Linked DNA regions of Sus scrofa: regions 1 and 3 are each linked to region 2. Evidence: chromatin contacts called from public Hi-C and HiChIP or PLAC-seq data. All regions are on one chromosome and are shown on one strand. The core of a region is the stretch at or near the end of the contact, and the rest is flanking DNA. Distances in the headings are between cores, read along the strand shown.

What was found. A called contact is a pair of places that touch in the nucleus more often than the background predicts. HiChIP or PLAC-seq counts read pairs in DNA pulled down with a chosen protein or histone mark.
Region 1: a contact with region 2 is called in an H3K27ac HiChIP or PLAC-seq map of alveolar macrophages. The contact joins the promoter of SLC35E1 here to the promoter of SMIM7 in region 2. A contact is called at or near these places in 1 of 5 promoter capture datasets (liver), 9 of 47 Hi-C or Micro-C datasets (blood, embryonic fibroblasts, epiblast stem cells and 4 more) and 2 of 2 datasets of contacts at active chromatin or transcription factors (alveolar macrophages and skeletal muscle).
Region 3: a contact with region 2 is called in a Hi-C map of liver, with 3 times the contacts expected there. The contact joins the promoter of CHERP here to the promoter of SMIM7 in region 2. A contact is called at or near these places in 9 of 47 Hi-C or Micro-C datasets (blood, brain, embryonic fibroblasts and 4 more) and 2 of 2 datasets of contacts at active chromatin or transcription factors (alveolar macrophages and skeletal muscle).

The regions. Positions count from the first base shown.
Region 1 is chr2:61,036,495-61,040,176 of Sscrofa11.1, reverse strand. It overlaps SLC35E1 (solute carrier family 35 member E1), which reads right to left and starts at 2,352. Exons shown (of 6, transcript XM_003123474.6): 1 at 1,874-2,352; 2 at 1,425-1,495. The coding sequence starts at 2,300.
Region 2 is chr2:60,959,946-60,963,473 of Sscrofa11.1, reverse strand. SMIM7 (small integral membrane protein 7) reads right to left here and starts at 1,942. Exons shown (of 5, transcript NM_001244720.1): 1 at 1,883-1,942; 2 at 1,759-1,800; 3 at 1,233-1,285. The coding sequence starts at 1,908. It overlaps TMEM38A (trimeric intracellular cation channel type A), which reads left to right and starts at 2,947. Exons shown (of 6, transcript XM_021083580.1): 1 at 2,947-3,165. The coding sequence starts at 3,042.
Region 3 is chr2:61,060,629-61,064,249 of Sscrofa11.1, reverse strand. CHERP (calcium homeostasis endoplasmic reticulum protein) reads right to left here and starts at 1,290. Exons shown (of 17, transcript XM_021083582.1): 1 at 1,146-1,290; 2 at 662-835. The coding sequence starts at 1,170.

The DNA.
Region 1 (3,682 bases), core at 1,103-3,602, 76 kb before region 2:
TCACGGGAACTGTGTCGGGTTCGTAACCCACTGAGCCACTACGGGAACTCCTACAAAGGATACTCTTAAAAGACTTTGGAGATTTTAAGAGGGGTTGGTAAGGCCCATCCTTCCCCCCAAACCCTGCCACACACACACCACACACACACACACACACACACACACAGGCACACACAAGGCAGAACAAGGGGTCTGAATTCCAGAATTCTAGCTCTCCCACTACTGGCTGCAGCCCTCAGGCTCTCCCTTTTCAAGTCCCGTTTTTTCCTGGGATCAGGGATGATTACCAACCTTATCTGGATAGGGTGGGGCCATACTTACTGTATCATTATCTTTAGTCTCCTGCCTAAGCCATTCCCCTGTCTTTCCTCACTGTCTAAGGTTCTGGTTCCCTGCCCAAGCCAGGTACAATGTCCCTTACAACAGGAAATCTGATAAACACGATGTGATATTGAGAGATGCAGCTGCCCACCTGCTGGGCAACTCCAACCTGGGGAGACAAGTCACACCTGAATCACACTGGGGGCGGGCTGCAAAGCACACCCAGATCTCGCAAGGAAAAAGATTGGCTGAAAGAAAAATCAGCCAGAGGTGGCCCAATATCTATAAGCTGATTCGGGGCACGGCCATTCTAAGTTACAAAAAATACAAGATGCCAGAAGCCAACCACAGAGAAAACAGGCGCTCTGTCCAGCATGAAATGGATTCCAGCTGGGACTACAGGAGTTCCACTTCCACTTAAGGACACAGGGCAAGGCTGTCTCTGGCTGAAGCCACAACTTCTCTCGCCTCAAGCCAGGAAATACCCTGGCTTGGAATCTTAACAAACCCTGGATTGTGCCCAAAGCATCTTCCCTATGCAGCCCTGGGTTCTGCATGTTGCTTTCACTTCCATACCCAGACATTCACAATTCCTGGCTGTTTTTATTTCGAAGACTTTGCTGGGCTTTGCCAAAATCAGATTCCTCTGACTAGCATCTCATGTCTTCTGACCCTAGAAACCCCCAACCTGACCATTATCTCTTGCAAAGATGTGAAACTGTCAAGAGTTCTGTTCCAGCAAGGAGTCAGGTATTACAACCTTGACCCCACTGGAGCATCAGGGGATGTGTGGTCAAGATGCAACCAAGTTGTCCAAGTTGCCTATCAGCAACCCCATGCAGGAAATCAAAACTGGGCCTGAGATAGATGGCAGCATTCCAAGACCATAGAGCAAAGACAACTCAAGAATACACACCTCACACACCACCGCCCCAGCGATTCCAGAACAGTAGCAGCAAAAGCGCCTCCAGAAGTCTCTAAGCTGACTTCCTTATTTGACAGGAAGCCAGGCAGCCCATGCCAGGAACCTGTACCACGTCAGCAGCTGGGCAACAGCTGGGAGGCCCTTGGGCCCCTACCTGCCCAAAGCCCTTCTGGGTTACCTTGGTGCTCTGTTTCTCCTTCATGATGATCCGGGACAGGAGAACCACCCAGATGGGCATAGTAGCCTTGACTGCAAAGAGAGGCAAGGAGCGTTCAGGGAACCACTCTAGTCACTGAACCCACCCTGGAATTCGGTCTCAACTCCACTGGAAGGATAGAAAGGCTTGGCAGCCCCTCAAACTGCTTCAGCTCTTCTCTTTCTATGGGTTTTCCCCGCAACCCAACTGTTCTGCTCCGCCCTGCTCAGCTCCCAGCCATCTTCTCAGTCCCTTCCTTCCCGGAGACCCTTATGTGTGTCCCTTTCCTGCTAAAAGCGCTCTCAGCGCTTTCCAGAGAGAAGTGGACTTAGGGCCGCATTCCAGGTCGTCTGGCGCACTCCTACCCAAGCGCCGAAGCCCGGGGCGGCGTGCTCCCGGCCGCCTCCCCTCAGGCCAGCCGCGGCACCCACCGGTGTGCGCGTAGGACACAGGCACCTTCCAGATGCTGACGTGCGCGGACACTGACGCGAAGTACTTGCCGAAAGCGAGCGGCAGCACGTAACGCGGGTAGAAGCGCGGCGGCAGCAGCGGGCCGGGCGACGGATGCGGGCCGGGCCCAGGGCCCGAGACGGGCGGCGCGGGGGGCACGCGCCAGGCGCGCAGCAGAGGCGGGAGCCCCGCGCACAGCGCCAGGATGTGGCACAACGACACGGTCACGGGGAATGGAAAAGCACTCAGGATCACCTTGTTGACCACATTGCCGCCCGCGCTCAGCGCATACCACAGTAGGCACAGCGCCGCCACCCGCGCGCCCTCACGCGCCCCGCTGCCGCCGCCTGCAGCTCCTGGGCCACCGGCGCCCGCGCCCACTCCCACCGCCGCAGCCGCTGCCGCCATCCTTCCCAAGCGGCCGCCCCTTCCCGCCCGTCCGACGGCCCGACGCCGGGCGGAGGCGGGGCCGGCGGGGGCGGGAGCGGTGGCCTATAGCGCTTCCTATTGGTCATCGCTGCTTGCATCACCGCCGCGCGCCGACCGACGCGCCAGCCACCACGTAGCTAGCGCAGGCCGCGCCCCTTACTGGTGGGCTTCCGGAGAGGGCGGGGCTTGCCCCGGAAGCAGAGAGAAGGAACAGGGACTGATCCCAGAAAGTTCCTGGAGTTGTGGGCTAAGGCCGGGGACACGGGTCCGGAGCCCCAAGCACAAGCGGGCGAGAGGGCGGTAGCATTAGGGCCCCTCCACGTCGGCGTCCGTGAGCTGGCGTCGAGCTCGCGAGTCAAACCTCGGTGTCTGCGCTGCATCGGCGCCCTCCAGCTAGATTCCTGATGGCCGGGCCGGACACCAAAGGTAAAAGACCAGACCTTTCGGGGAGAGAAACCGAATTGTGAAGACGTCTCCATGGGCAAAATTCTTTCTTCAAACTGGGAACGAACTCCCTTGGCCGGAATCCAACAGAGGGGCCAGCTCACAGCGCCCGAGGGAACGTTCTGGGAACCACCGCGATGTGCACTCAGGTTGGGTATTATCTTCATTTCATAGACCGACAGACCAAACCCAGAAAAGGGAAGCGACGTGGCTTAAGTCCTGCGAACAATTTGGGAGTCACGGTAATGGCAGCATCCGTGGGCACCTATCCCAAGGGTTTGCTGGAGGGAGGGGCGTGGTGCCGGCCCGGACTGCTTGATGCACCAAGAACTGGCGGGGATAGAGCAGCCCCAAGGAAAACAAGACGGTGTTTTCAGCAAGTTGATCTTCTGTTACTAAAGGACTTTGTACTTACAACTTTGCGGGGTGGGGGTGGATGGAGTGTTAAAAATTCCCTTCCATTGTGTTCTTAGCAAAGAACAAAGCGGCAACCCAACTTGGTCTCCAAAATATTGGTGGGAAGTCTTAGCCGTGTGTTCTCAAAGGCAAGCAGTATCTGTACCCCAGGGCTTACTAGGTACTCAAGAGCTGGAGATGTGGTCCCTGCATGGGTGGGGGAACAGTCACCTCCCCCAAAGCGTAGGTATGAGATAAAGAGATGATCCTAGGACACCAACCTGAAATCCTAATATGTTCCAGCTGTGTCTATGATACTTTGTCACAGACTAATATCCTTGGGACCTGTGATCAGCTGGCCACATTGCAGGTGAGAAAACAGGTACAGTGGAATTAGGAAAGTAGTTACTCCGCAGCACAAATGGTACTGCTGATATGCTTTTTTTTCCCCCTTTGGTCCTAAATTTTGACCATTTTTTTAGTCCTCACAGCTCTGGAGTAGCACTTGCATATCATACAGC
Region 2 (3,528 bases), core at 693-3,192:
TGAACTGTGTAGCCGTGAACATGATGGGCCACATCTCTGAACCTCAGTTTCCTGTAAAAGGTGGGGGGGGGGGAATGCTTCTTAGAATGGAGGTGGAGTGAAACACCCAGAGGGAGCACCTAACGAGGCAGCTACTACCCAGCAGGCTGCCAGGGAGGAGAGCTGTCCATCTTCAAATTCACTGCTCCTCAGGGTTCCTACTGTCCTTGTGCAACACTCCATCACAGCACCCACTGCCTTGACTGCAGTGTCACCTCCTCAGAGGGCCTTCCTGCCACACAACCCAGCCGGAGCAGCCACCCCATCACTATCTTCACCTGACACCTTCTCCTTCACTGTCTGTTCTTTGTTTCAGAAGTGTCTGTTCCACCCCATGATAGTGCAACCCAAAGGCAGGAATTTTATTTGTCTTGTGCCCTGCTGGGCCCCCAGCATCCAGCACAGTGGCTGGCACACAGCAGGTGCTCAATAAATGCTTGGAAAACAAATGAATGGATACAACAGGCATGTACAGGTCCCATTAGACTCCAAGTAGTTAAACAAATCAATTCAGCAGGAGGTATAAATTCTAGGGCCTCCATGGGCTGGGCAGATGGAATGACATAAAAATAAGAGGGCTGGGGCTGGGCTGAGGTAGAGGTCACATGCCCTGCTTCAGTGGGGTCCTGCATCTCGACTCCCATTCAATAGGTGCCAAAAGGTCGCCTGAACTCAGTTGTAGAGTGCTCTGATTTTTCTTAAAAATCAGACCTCTGAATTTTTACATGACATCTCCTGATTTACCTGAAAACCAATCTAATTGAAAATTAAACAAACAGGTCCACAGCATGCTGAAAATAATAGCTATTTGTGAGGCTGTTCATTCACTCATTCATTCATTCCTTCATGGTGGGAATCTTCGCACTGCAAGGACACAGAGATGAGCCAAAACAAGCTGGAGCCTCTTCTCTGGAGTGTAAGGTCAAGTGTGAGGGGCGACTTTACCAGATGATAGCACACATAAAGAAAAATTATAACTGTAATAAGTGAGATAAGTGCTGACCTATGCAGGGAGGTCTGGTAGGAGAAAGAAGCGGGTGACAGAAGTGGATAGAAGGAACATCACAAACTCAGGCCCACTACATGCACACGCACATGCGCACACACACACACATACTTAAAAAGAAAACTGGTGCGAAAGAACTGTCTTCGCTGAAATGTACCAATTCCAGAGTTCAGAAAGAAGGCCTTACCTGTGCTCGGTTCTCTCGACTCCTCCCCAAAGCCCTGCGTGTCCTTCTTTTTCCTATAAGGAGAAGCAGACAGCGTCTACTTTCAACAGGACAAAGAAACCGTTTAGTCCCCGGGCCCTGACTCCCAGCTCAGAGGGGAGCTCTAACCTTACCGCTGATTTGCTGTGTGACCTCGCTGTTCAATAATCCTCCCTGCCCCGCCCATCACAGCTATGCCTGCAGCCACGGACGGTGTGGAGAGGGTGGTCCGAAGGTGCCAGATGCGGGGTTGAGGGTACAGGCTAGGGCTAAGAGATTCTTGGGTGATGGGCCTGAGGCTCTCGTGCTTGTGAGCAGAGGGATCTCAGGAGAGTCCGATTTCATGTCGCTGTGGCCTGGAGGGTCACAGGAGGATGGCCCATAATGAAGGCGGGGCCAGAGGGCTGGGACTCGAGGGCAGGGCCCGCGGCGTAGGAAGGGCTCAAGCTCTCGGGGGCGGGGCTACGGGTCCCCCGGATGGAGCTGCGGTCCAACGCGGCCTACTCACAGTTTAAAGTTGAGCACCGCCCCGGCGTTCATCAGCAGCGTCCTGCAGAGGGAGAATACGGTTACATGGGCCGCCCCTCACCCCGTCGGGCCCTCTGGCCCAATCTTCCGGTCCCCCTAATTACCCAAACAGCAGGATGTCCCCGATCATCGTTACGGCCGGAGTGTCCGTCAGAACAGGAAGCGGAAGCCTCTGGGAGGGAGGGGAGAGGAACACGAGCCGACCAATCTCGAAGCAGCTCTGGCAAGGGCTGAGCCAATCAAAGACCAAGGCAGTCAGGGTCCCGCCTGCTGTAGACCAAACCCCCTTCAGAAAGAGAGAGCGCCGCTCCTTGTTGGGGAGGTCCAGAGTGTAACCAAGAAAGGGCGGGGCGGGGTCCTGACGTCTCCCAGGGGCGGAGCCATCTGGGGGCAGACTTGGTTCACCAATTGCGAGCCAGTCGCGCAGGCTTGAGGGACCAGCGCGCTGGAGAACTAGAGCAGCAGCTTCTGTTGTGGGGTTGGGGTCTCGGATGGGGCTTCTGGAGAAACACGGTCCCCTGATCCTTGAACTGCATAGGGGAATGGGTCTTGACAGAGTGGGCTCTCCAGGGCATGGAGGCCCAGATTGATTGGACTCCAAAAGGGCCTCCTCCCGGGCTCCACGGGAGCCGGGATCCCACACTAGACGGGCAGTACCGGGGGCAGGGGTCCCAACTGACCGATTCCCTTGGAAGACGGGGTTCCTTGTGGAGGACAGATGTCATGACTTACAGAGGGCTGAGATCATGACAGCTTTATAGACGACAGGGGTCCTGACTGAAGGGGCCCTTTGGTGCACGGGATTATGGGGTTCACAACTGATCCGGCCCCACGAGGGACGGAGGTCCTCCTGATCTAGGGGCTCCACAGAGACGAGGGTCCTAATCGAGCCCCACGGGAACCGGTCCTTGATGATCCATCCTGCCTGTTGGGCCCTGTGCTGAGCGAATCTCGTCCCCCTACAAAGACAGCTCCCCTGCCCAACTCACACACCACAAGGACCCCTCGAAGCCCACTTCGCTGGGCTGGGGGTCGTGATGGCCGAAGGGACTGACTGTGTGACACTCGACCGACAGGGCTCCGTAGGACAGGATTGTCCCAAGACCCGCTCCGAAGCCAGCGGTAGCCCCTCCTCTCCCGCGGGGGCCGGGTTGGGGGCGGTGCCTGGCGGGCGGGGGCGGGTCCAGCAGCGGGGCGCATTCGCCGGGCCTCGGGCAGCTGGACGCACCCGGCCGGGGGCTGGGGTGCGACCCGTCAGGCGCCATGGAGCTGCTCTCGGCGCTGAGCCTGGGCGAGCTGGCGCTCAGCTTCTCGCGGGTGCCCCTCTTCCCTGTCTTCGACCTTAGCTATTTCATCGTCTCCATTATCTACCTCAAGTATGAGCCAGGTGAGCCTGGGTTGGGGGCTGGAGAGGGCTGGCATTAAAGGGACGGGGGTAAACCCTGGGGGTCTGGAGGAAGAGAAAGGCCTGGATCGTGGAGGGGAGGGGACAGCCCCAGGGCCTGGTTCGGGGGAGCAGGCAGGTGCCGGGATCGTGAGATTCTCCTATTCGGGAGCGGGAAGAGGGTAGGGACTGGAGGGAGGGCAAGGGGAGAAGCCCCTGGGATTGCGGGGCTGGGGGAAGGGAAGCTGATGCAAGCCAGAGGGAAGGAAAGTGATTGTTCAAAGGAGGGGGAGCAGGTACTGGGGAGGAAGCAAGGAGAGAAGGTCTGGGGTCCTGCTGGGTAGGGTCACGTGTGCTTGGGCAAGG
Region 3 (3,621 bases), core at 41-2,540, 100 kb before region 2:
AACAAGGCCCGGTTGGCCGTGGGGAACTTGTAGTTCAGGGAGCATCCACCTTTCAATGTCCATCTACTTGGCAATCTAGAACACAACATATCTGGAAGCTAAGGATTCACTACTGAACAGGGCAGATGTGGGTTCAGGGATCTTTACTACCTGGTGATTATCTGTTATTCAGAGACCAACTGTGTTAACCAACCCCATCTTAAGCTCTTTTAGAAGAGGGTTGGAATTTTGATACCAAGAACTAATACCCACGAAACAACTCATTTTTGATCTAGGCTACAACCATCTTAAAATGCACAAAAACCTCGCTGGACAGTATTTGCCCCAAGGGTCTCACCCAATCTGGCTTCTACTACTTCCTCCCTGGAAACCGCTGAAGTAGTCACTACCTTCCTGACCTCAGTCATCACGTTTGCAAAACAAGAGTAAACCCTGATCTGGAGCCCAGCAAAAGGATCGATAACCCCGTTCTCCATTACACTGGGACCCAGCTGCCGCACGGGTGCAGAGCCCCGGGAACAGCGAATGGGACCGTGAAGACCGAGCTAATCCATATTCCCAGAAGAACAAGCGATTTAAAAAAAGGCGGTCTGTGGCAGAGCCCGAAATGGAATCAGAAAGGAATCGCTGGAGAGGACGGCCGGAGAGCAAGAGAACTCACGCTGCTGCTGCTCCAGCGCCAACTTGCACTTATAGTAACTGTAGAACTCTCCTCCGAACAGAAACGAAAATTTTGGGTTGTCCTTCTGCTTCTCCATCGTCATCTTTTCAAATTCGGGCCCATTCCGAGCCACGAACTGGGCCAGCTTGTCGATGACATTTCGGAGCTCCTGGTCTGGAGGACGGAGAAAAGGCCACGCGGGGCGTCAGCGAGAACCGCCCAAATTCGGGGGCCCTGTCGTCCCAGCCCGCGTCTGCTGGGCCGGGGGTCCCTAGGGGTGGGTCCGGGAAAGGCCGCCTTTGTACGGGTCCCGATAGGGGCCAGAAGCGCGCCGAGAATGCGGGAACCCGCGGGAGAGGCCGCAGGCGGACCCCGGAGGCCGAGCCCCGCCCCCTCCTAGGCCCGGGGACCCCGGGAGGCGAGGTAGGCCAACAGGGGATTCCGGGGAGAGAGAAACAGCCTTCGAGCCCAGGCTGGGCCTCACCATCAGGCGGCAGCGGCATCTCCATGGCTCCAGCCGCGGGGAACGTCCTCCGGCGCCTCACGATCGCCCACCAGGGCCGTCTGCGGAAGCCGGCCGGAAGTGGCGCGAGGGAGCCTTTTACGACTGGCTTCGCGCGCTGCTTCCGCCCGCCACTTACGGCCGTCGCCAGGAAACCCCGGAAGTGAGGAAACGAGGCAGGCGGGAAGAAGCCGCGAGGGGCCGAACGCACGGAGGGGCGAGCACCACGCACGCGCAGGGGCTTTCCCGCGCATGTGCGGAATGGACTTCTGTAGCGCGACGCGAGGGAACGGCTGGAACGGTGCAGGCGGCCGTTAGCTGCTCTTGGGGCGTTTTCCCACGTTACGTGTTGCAATGCGAGGACTTGGGCAGTAGATTCTTCCGTAGGACTAGGGGCCCTGGGGAGTTACTGCGCTAGTCAGTGCCCTATTTTCTCCCAGCGAGGCGGCGGTGCGGAAAATACGAGGTGAGGTGCGTCCAGGAGGCGCCTGGGCTGCGGCGCCGGTCACATCCTCCCGGGCTCGTCCGGATGTAAAAGTAGAACTGGGAGGCTACAGGCGTGGCGGGGATGGAACAGGGCTTATCGAGGTTCAAAAGTTTCTCCTGCTGTGCTTCTTTTCTTTAATCCAACTCTTTGATAAAGAAGACTTAGGGCGAGGGGACACCTCCACCTCTACTCCCTCCGTTTTCAGAAGCCTTTCAGAGCTCGCGTGGCTTCTGTGTAGTCATTCAAGCGGGTGCCGGGCCTTCTAGGCTGCGCGGTCAGAAAGATGCACCTTGAAATACGCAGTTATGTTACTTATGAAACTTTGAGGAGTTCCCACTGTGGCGAAACGGGATCTGCAGCGCCAAGACACAGATTGGATTCCCCGGCCGGGCTCAGTGGGTGAAAGAATCCGGCTTAGTTGCCCCAGCTGCAGCGTAGGTCACAACTGCAGTTCAGATTTGATCCCCGGGCCCATATGCCCCGGGGCGGCCAAAAAAAGTGAAATAAAACGATGGTAAAGTTAACGCTTGCTAATTGCGGGGAAAGATAGCAAGGAACAGCAAACGTTAAAGAAACGTAGACTTGTGACTTCCCTCGCAATCTGAACGCTTTTGGGATTACCATTGTTAACATTAACACTTAGTTGGCGGTACCTCCCTACTCTGAAAACGGTGTTGGGGTGTTTTAGATACATTTTTTAAATTGTTACTTAGTTTCTCCATCTGACGTTATAGATTGTCTCCTGTATCCCAAATAGTATTCTTAGACTAGAGGCTGGCAAACTTTTTCTATAAAGGGCCAGATAGCAAATATTTTTGCTGGCCAAGACCCAAAATCAAGGATATTATGTAGGTGTTTGGCCAAGAGCCAAAATCAAGGATATTATGTAGGTGCTTGGTGCTTATATAACCAAAGAGAAAAATGTGCATAACACTTTTTAGTGGTAGAATTTATAAATAGAGTGTTACAAATACAGGTCTGAATGGAAAGCTTTTGGGGGATTCCAAGTCACTCTTTCCTGTCATTAACTGATTCTAAATGTCACCTGCAAAGACCATTCTTGGTTCACAAAAAGGCAGGCTAGATGTATGTAGCTTGTGGATGAAACAATTCAAACCTAAGCTCTGCTTTCAGAAGCCCACAGTCTGGGTAGGCAGAGACCCATAAATCAGTAGTCAAATGTGTCAGTACATAAGTATTATTAAGGACAACAGAAGGGTGCTGAGATCATAAGGTGGGAGGGCAGTGCCTACCTTGATAGGGTTGTCTGAGAAGGCCTTTAGGAGGTGAGGTTTGCACTGACATCCCACTCAGTAACTATGTGAAGTGTCCAGGCAGAGTGAATATCAAGTGAACGTTCTCAGTAATCTGCATAGTGTGATTTTTTTTCCTATGCCAGTAAAGATCTGTAATATCGAGAAGCTTTAACCTGTGATCCACCATAAATGGCCTTTAGAGCTAGCACAACATTGTACATAATGTATATTCTCGTGAGTTGAAGAAACATAGCATTTATCATTAACAGGATCTGTGAACCAAAAATGTATGGTTTTTTTTTTTGTCTTTTTGCCTTTTCTAGGGCCGCTTCTGTGGCATATGGAGATTCCCCAGGCTAGGGGTCGAATCCGAGCCGGATGGTCATTTTTAATGACCTCATAGGACGGACAGTGCAGTATGGATTTACTACTAATAATATATTGAAGCCAGACCATGGAGTCTCCTGGGTTGGTTCCACTTTGCAACCACTATGAAGTTTTAGTGTACACAGAGATCTTGTGCTGGAAAAAGGGGTGTACTTTTAATGCTGATGTTGCTCAGCTGCACCCCAGAAAGGTTGAACACCCGTGACTACTATTATACATTCATTTCATAGACTGAAAATTTAAACATCTCAAGGCCTCCCCCAGGCTCATTTCAGTGCATTAAAACAGAATCCAGGGGTCAGAAGAAAGCGGTGGAATTGCTAGAAGT